Linked DNA regions of Oryzias latipes: region 1 is linked to region 2. A link is a contact called in public Hi-C data. All regions are on one chromosome and are shown on one strand. Each heading gives the region's core, a stretch centred on a gene start, on an enhancer-like site or on the middle of the called end of the contact. The rest is flanking DNA. Distances are from core to core; before and after follow the strand shown. Region 1 holds the start of LOC101169569 (myozenin-1). Region 2 holds the start of LOC101168991 (LIM domain-binding protein 3).

What was found. A called contact is a pair of places that touch in the nucleus more often than the background predicts.
Region 1: a contact with region 2 is called in a Hi-C map of embryo, with 2.0 times the contacts expected there. The contact joins the promoter of LOC101169569 here to the promoter of LOC101168991 in region 2. A contact is called at or near these places in 2 of 5 Hi-C or Micro-C datasets (embryo and fibroblasts).

Annotation. Positions count from the first base shown.
Region 1 is chr19:12,896,846-12,900,442 of ASM223467v1, forward strand. LOC101169569 (myozenin-1) reads right to left here and starts at 1,968. Exons shown (of 6, transcript XM_023949182.1): 1 at 1,836-1,968.
Region 2 is chr19:12,682,477-12,686,505 of ASM223467v1, forward strand. LOC101168991 (LIM domain-binding protein 3) reads right to left here and starts at 1,942. Exons shown (of 8, transcript XM_023949286.1): 1 at 1,619-1,942. The coding sequence starts at 1,714. It overlaps LOC110017210 (a long non-coding RNA gene), which reads left to right. Exons shown (of 3, transcript XR_002292530.1): 1 at 1-776.

The sequences.
Region 1 (3,597 bases), core at 718-3,217, 210 kb after region 2:
GGGGACAGGCTCAAGCAGCACCATGACCCCGAAAGGGATAGAGTGGGTTAAGAAAATTGATGGAAAATAACAAAATATTGTTTTTTTTCTGCAAAGTTGTGCAGAAAGTATTCATTTGTGCACAACTTTGTCTTTATGAGGTTTCTTTTTGACAGATTCCTTACCCCATACACACAGCCTTAGTAGGAACACAAAAAAAATAAACCCATAACACTGACTTGACCTGAATGAGACAAAAGGTCCAAATGGAGCATCTTTATTGATCCCAGAAATTTGTATGCGTTCTATAAAAACAAAACAGATAAAAACTGAATAGTTCACAATGTCATTGTTGTTGCTAAAAAATTCACTTTTTCATTTGAGATAAAGAATCTGTAGTCTTTTAGATGTGTTTGTCCTTTTTTTGTTCTAAAGGATCGATTTTACATTTGTGCAGCTTTCTTCCACCTCTTTCTTTAGTTATCAATGAATTGATTTGCTTTTAATCAATATGTTCCACTTTGTTAGTTTGTTTACTATGAAAAACTAAAGAGAAAAATGTTTTTTACTGTAACAAAGTTAAACGGAAATCCTCAGAATTATCTGTAGCTGGATCTCATTATATTTTAGGTGGGCCTCTTATCCATTCTTATCCAGAAAGTTGTAGCTCATTCCCATTTGGGGGTAATGAAGTTGCACACTGGCTCCAGATTGGAGTGAGCTTCAGGGAGTTCCTTAATCAAGTTAAGCCTACTTTAAGCATTGTGTGTAACCTTTGCATGCCCTTGAGGCAACACATTTCCGTTTGGAGCTGGTGTCCTTCCTGTCCAAATGCTCAGAAGAGGTGCAGGCTGTATGTCGCTGTCAGTTGCGCAGGTCGAAAGCAATTATCTAAAGCTGGAGGTAAGTCCCAGCACAAGAGAAAAAGCAGGACGGCCCATCCGCAGGGAGGCAGTTAATGTAATTGCTTTTCATCCGTTGTAATTGAAGCCCATTTCCTAGCTGGGGATTCAGTCCTGTGTGAGCTATTTTTATGAGCCCATGTTCCATGTCGCTCTGGTGAGTGGGATAGTCATCAGCGCAAAGCATACAAGTGCATACACACCAACTGTCCGTGGAGCTGCACTCAACCATCTTTTCTCCTGTGATTAATGTGCGGCAGACGGATTATAATCTGGAGATTACAGGTGTTTTGGGAGGTTCTGGTGAATGCAGGCGGCTGACGGCAGCTACAGGGGCTGTGTGCAAAAAGCTGGGTCCTGTTACCGCCTCGCTAAAGAGAAGAGGCGCTCCTGTCCCCCTCGACCAGCCTGTTTTAGCTCCAGATAAATCTCAAAGGGACAGCTGAGGAGGGAAGACATCAGTCAGCACATTCCCAAACACACACACATACATCCATCCCTGCGGACTAAAAACTCCACTGCAGAAGGCCACATTCCTCTCTGGCTAGTGTTAGGTAAGAACTGGATCGCCGTGCCCCAACTAGGGTACCTGAATTAGTTTTACCTGCAAAATGTGCAATTATTCAAAAAAAAGTATGCCATTTATCCCAAATAGGTATGCAATTTAATCATAAATCACAGTGGAATTTGACAGTCTATAAAGCAGTTTTTTGTTGAATAATTTATTATCACTGATTTACCCAATTTAGTTTCTTGGGGCTCTATTCAACAATGATCTCCACCTCAGATTAATTTAAATGAACAATTTTCACTTTTTTGGACCCTAGATATTCAGATGAAATCGAGATTTAGGCCTTAATTGTCTGTGTCAGATAATCCTGGAAATTACAAAATCTGTGAGGTTTCTTCCCCTTCATCAGTGTTGAAACACCTCCTCACTTTTCCGCCTCTTACCTGAAAGACCAAAGTATCCAAAGTAAGACACAGGTCCCTGAGAAACAGAAATTTAGACTCCCAGAGCTGGTATTGTAGCACCTGCCCTCTTCTGTGGCCTGCAGAGAGTGAAACCTTATCAGCGGGGTGTGCTCCGGTGCTATGGACCAGGCCTGGAGGGGTGGGGTGAACTGAAGAGGGGACACTGAGATGATTTAATGAAGCGGGGGTTCTGAGTACAAAAGTTGTCAAAATTTAAAATGTAAAGAAGTTTTGGATTCAGATTTTGCACCATGTTATAGAAATGGAAAGAAATCGAGCCCAATGAACTCAAAAAAAAAAAAAAAAAGCCAATACGACGGAGTATTGTGGTCACCATGAAAGAAAAACAGATAATATATGAGAATAAAGTTGTAAAAATATTAGAATGACGTCCAAAATTTACAAGAATAAAGTGATCACATTATGGAAATACATGTCAACATTTTACAAGAACAAAATCTCATATTCATTTTGTTGTTGACATTTCCAAAAACATGTCTTTAACCTCGTAAACTCTCAATTTATACTTATGTAATTATATTTTTAATATCGTTACATATTGAAATTTTTACTCATATTTCTACAAATTTATGTACAATTTTGACTTTTTTGTCATGATTTTACAACTTTTTCTTGTTTTGTTTTTTTGGTTCATTTACTTATTTATTTTATGACTCTGTCATGAAATACATCTGAAGTGAATTACAGTAAAAATATTTTTTTAAATATACTTTTTTTTTTAATATATTTGAATGTGACATTCCTACTTATTTTTTTAAAATATTTGTTGGTTTTATAGTTAATTGAGAATAATCAATTGAAAACCATTGGGTATAGTTGAAATTGTACGACGGGAAAGCAATAAAAAGTTATATTACGAAAAAAAGTCGTTAATTTGCTAAATTTTAAAAATAAATGTTTCTAGTAAATTTACTAGATTCTAGTCGAAGTGAGGACACTTTGTGCTCATCGTGAAGCTTGCTAACATTCTCAGATAGTTATTGAATTTCTTTTTGAAGTAATTTTCCAAGCAGTAGTCTCGACAAGCATTCCAAAAATATTTCAGGAAACTGAAACGTATTAGTTGTATTAATCTTAATCATTTGTATTTCTGAGGCAATAAAAACCTACATGATCAGAAGCAACTAGTACAGTTTAGAAAGTTTTAATTGTGCTACAGTGGCAAAGTGAACTTTTTTGATTCCATTACATTGTTTCTGGTGGTTATAGGTTGGAGCCAGTGTTAGGTCGCACATCATTTCCCATCAGTGTGGGTAAAGAAGCATTGATGACATGGATCAAAATTCCGTTTTAACCATATTATTTCAAATTAATTGCCACAACTACTCATCCCCAGAGATGTAACAGTGTAACAACATTGCAGATATGAAATATGTGATGATTTGGGGGATTAAAGTACCAACACCTTTAATAAATTTAAAGATGATGACACTGTGTATAATTGAATAAAAAATACTTTATTTAAAAACAAACCTAAAATAGAAATTTCACTTTTCCAACGCCATCATATTTAGTGATGAGAATTGAGCAATATTTAGTGATTGTTTCCAAACTCCACTCTTTCGTAATCTCCTTCTTTCTCCAACTTTGTAGCAAGTAGTACTCTTATTCTCATTTTTTTCTTTCTTTGTTTTCACGTAATTTATCTTTTTATTTAATAGATTTTATATAAATATATATATATATAATATAAATTTGTCCTAAATTTGGTTAATAAGAA
Region 2 (4,029 bases), core at 692-3,191:
CACCATACACAAACACTCACCTGCAGCTGGAATTCATGCTGTTTCTTTGAGTAAAACTTTCCAGTGTGGTTCTCCTAAGCAGACTTTCCCTCATTTTTATTCTTCCGGGTTACAGTTTTAGTTAATAAATCAATACAAGGCATGTTTGCATTATCACATGCAGATATTTCTATGCATTTTGTTCATTTTAGATGCATCGTATGTCAAAAAGAAGATAAAAATGTTATCATTGTTTGTAAGCTTTATTTAAGCTTTTACTTTAAGCTTTTTATCTTTTTTATATAGACTTTAGATGGACACATAAGATAAAAAGCTGTTTTCTTCTTTTTTGGCATCAAAAGAGTTTACAAATAACCTCATGATGCCTTTAAATATGAAAAATCCACTAGATACGCTCACTATTTATAATCCTAATCAGTGTAGTGTATCATGGATTTTATGGGCTGTGGTTTGACTAGCAGGAATCCACTGTCTTCATGTCTTTTTCTTTTCTTAGTTCTTGGCAGAACTGGAGAGGAATCCACACCGAGGGGGAGTAACGTCAAACTGTAATGCCACCCGGAGCTGTCCCATCACGCAGCGGCGTTCATTTGACCCTGGCGGCTCCCATCACAACCCGAGCGTCAATGCAATGACATTGTGCTCCCTGATTAGATCTCTGGGTGGGAAAAAGAACAACAGAGGTCCGGAGTGACCCATCAACTAACAACCTGATTGCCGGCCGAACATCAGCAGGTGTTTGGAGAGCTGGAGATGGGCGGGGGATGCCACTGCAGGTGAGCATCACACCCTCAACTGTTTCCTCATTTCCTTTTTCCCTCCCATCCGATCTCTAGGCAAAGCTCCAGAGGTTGTAAAGGAAACTGACCAACAGGGAGGAATTAAGCTTACCAAAGGTAACACAAGCTGCCATAAGCTTCCCGACGCTTCCCCCACCCTGCATCCATCCATGTATCTCTTCTCTGATGCTATTTAAAGCAAATGCTGTGAATACAGCAGCAGTTTTGCCACAAACATGATGATCCATGCACTTAAATGTAAATTTGGGATCTTAACATAAGTGTGGTAAAGAGGAAACATTTACTTGAGGGTGAACAGCTGGAAAAAAGTACTAGTGATTAAACTTTGCAGTGTTTTAGTCATTTACATTTGTATATCAATTAAAGTTTCCCATTTTCAATGAACCAGTAAACTGTATGGAATTGCATATCTAGTATATAATTAGCAATGTTTATTAAAAGTTACAAAGTGCAGCAGCGGCTCTCCTCCAGCTTAACTATGCCAGTCTTCTGGAGATTAGATCGAAGCCTCTCTGTCATCATCACCTACAGCAGCATTACATAACTGCTGCACAGCCAAATACGACACACATACCAAACGCACACACACTACAGCTATATAAAGTTTTCCACATGCATAGTATAAGCTAAAAAGATCCAAATATTTCACTTTTCAATGAAACATTTAAGAGTTTCTGGAACATGAGACGTGCACAGTGTAAGAGATTTGTTTCTGAAGTAAATAAACAGGCAGGAAAGGATGTTTTAACCTAAGTGCATGGCAGATAAACCGTTTGTTGCTTTCTCAACAAATATGAAGCCACACGGGACGTCCTTACCCTGGAGATAGTTAGTGGCATGTTGAAGTCTTTTCCTCCCTGTAGTCTGAAGCCCCATGGAGCAGGGCCATTCAGAGTCACTGTGTACGTGCTCATCTTCTGTCAAATGTCAGCACTCCTGCTTCCAACTCCTTGCAGCGGTGCGCTTCTTCCCCCTGTCCTGTGTGCCCTTGTTCTGCTATCCTTTTGTCCCAGTCAGTGGCCTCAGCGGTGACTTCCCCCCTCGGTCAGCCCGGACTTCACGACAGTGTCTCCTTGTCTGCTCCCAGCGCTCAGGACAAACACACTAAGGCGGTGGTGGTGGTGCAGTGGGTGGGTCAGGTGCAGTGGAACCTATGAGACACACACATGGACACAGAGGCATGCAAGAACACCGTGTGCAGACGCACACATGACGTGCAGAACAAACTTTAGGCTGTTTTCAAAAGCTGCTTGCAAACTCAGAAGCCACAAGATAATCTTTCAAACTTATTTTTACTAAAGATTGTAACAAATTTGAGAAGACTTTTGTTATTTTGGCTTTTAGGGTTGCTAAGGTGAAGCAACAGACCGGCTAAGAATAGCTGGGAGTAGCACAGACATAGGGGCCCAGGCCCCCGTATAAGGCTTGTAACACGAAGCCCCAGAATGCTTCACTGTCGATTCACGTCACCAATATAGACCCCTCTTACTGCAACACATTCTTTCTCCCTCTTTCCTCCTCTTAGCACTGTCAGTCCACGCTGCCCGCACCCTGTTATGTGTAATCAGTCTTTTGAGGGTCGATGACATTCTCTTTTCCGCCACTCAGGGTTTTGTTCTGCAGGAAATTACAAATCACCCAGCACCGATTCTCCAGAAACAAATCCAGTGGGCTGATGAGACAGTCGATCCTGTTTGAGTGTCTGGAGCTCCAATTCAATTAACAGCCAACAGATGATTGAATGCAGATAGCAGATGTTGTTTGATGGGTGGTTACAAAGATGTCAAGTGACTTCACCTTTCCAGAAATGTAGAATGCCATCGGTCCATCAACAAGAGTCTGAACATGTTCCCTCAAAATGTCAAGCTACTTTCACTCCAGACTTCCAGGGGTTTGTGTGATGGTTTTTTTCTTTCTTTGAGCTTGAATAGCTCATGAACTTCTGCACTTTCTGCTGCTGTATTCTTTGAGACATGATTTCCAAAAAGGCTTTGGATTTTACTCGGCATGCTTATGCAGCTTCATGTCTTTTATTTGCATTGATCACTGACCTTTTCTGGGTTATTGTTAACAGCACCAAGGCCAGAACCTGTCCCTGACTGTTAAGTTGTATTCAGTGTTAACATAGTGGTAAAGTGGTAAAGACCCACTCAAATGAAAAAGGTGTTTTTAACATGTTATCGTGCCATTGTTCTGATGAAAGAAAATCATGTTTAACATTGAATTCCAGATTATTTCTTAATTCAAATCATTGTGAATCCGGAGCAGATGATAAAATGCAGTTTGAATAATATTATAGCACAAAATCTATGCTCCGTTCCATTTTAATTCATCTACTTGCAGACAAAAAGATCCCTGTAGGTCTTTGTTTTCCTCGTCTGAGCTGGAATCTGGCCCAAAACTGTACAGCTCCGATATTGCTCACTGTTTCTGTTGCACCGCTAATGTTAGGTTGGTGTTGTGAGGTGCTGTAGGCTGACAGGAGAGAATGTAAACAAAAGAATGATTAGAAATGAAGGCAAACTTATTCTGTGCCAACAGTTCTGCTCACAACTCAGAGGAGAATTTCCAATGAATGACTGTCACTCTGCAGAAACTATGTCCTAAAAAACAATTTTTCTAAATATTGAATAAAATCGGCATAATCATAATTAAAAACCACTTGGAACACTTAAAGAACACATCTACCTTTACGAAAATTGAAGTAAGTAGGAACAACCATTAAAAAGTTTAAAGTCCCAAAAAAAATTACAAAGTAATAAAGATTAGAAAAACAAAACAAAACATGTATTTGCAAAAGCAACCTTAAAAATTAAGAGCGCATGTAAGATTAAAAACTGTCAGGAAATTTTTGTGAGATTTTCATGCTGTTGGTTGCATAAAAATTAAAAGAGCCTTTTTTCCTATTTATTTATGTATTTATTATGCTTGACGCACAGCCTCTTTCCTCTGAACGCAGCGACCTTCCTGGTAGAAACCACTTCAGAACTTTGGTCAACATTTTAACTCTGTGAACATTTAAAAACGAAGTGAATTTTCTTTCCCCTTTTCTTTAATTTCCTGCTTTCTGAATCATATTTACAGAAACTTTGTTTCTGAACAACAGGAAGATATTTAATCTGGAACCATCCTAATGAAATTCTAAATACAAAAACACACCAACTTCACCGCTAATGGAAGATTTAATCATACTTTTATTTAGAAAAATAAATTAAAAACTGCACAAACA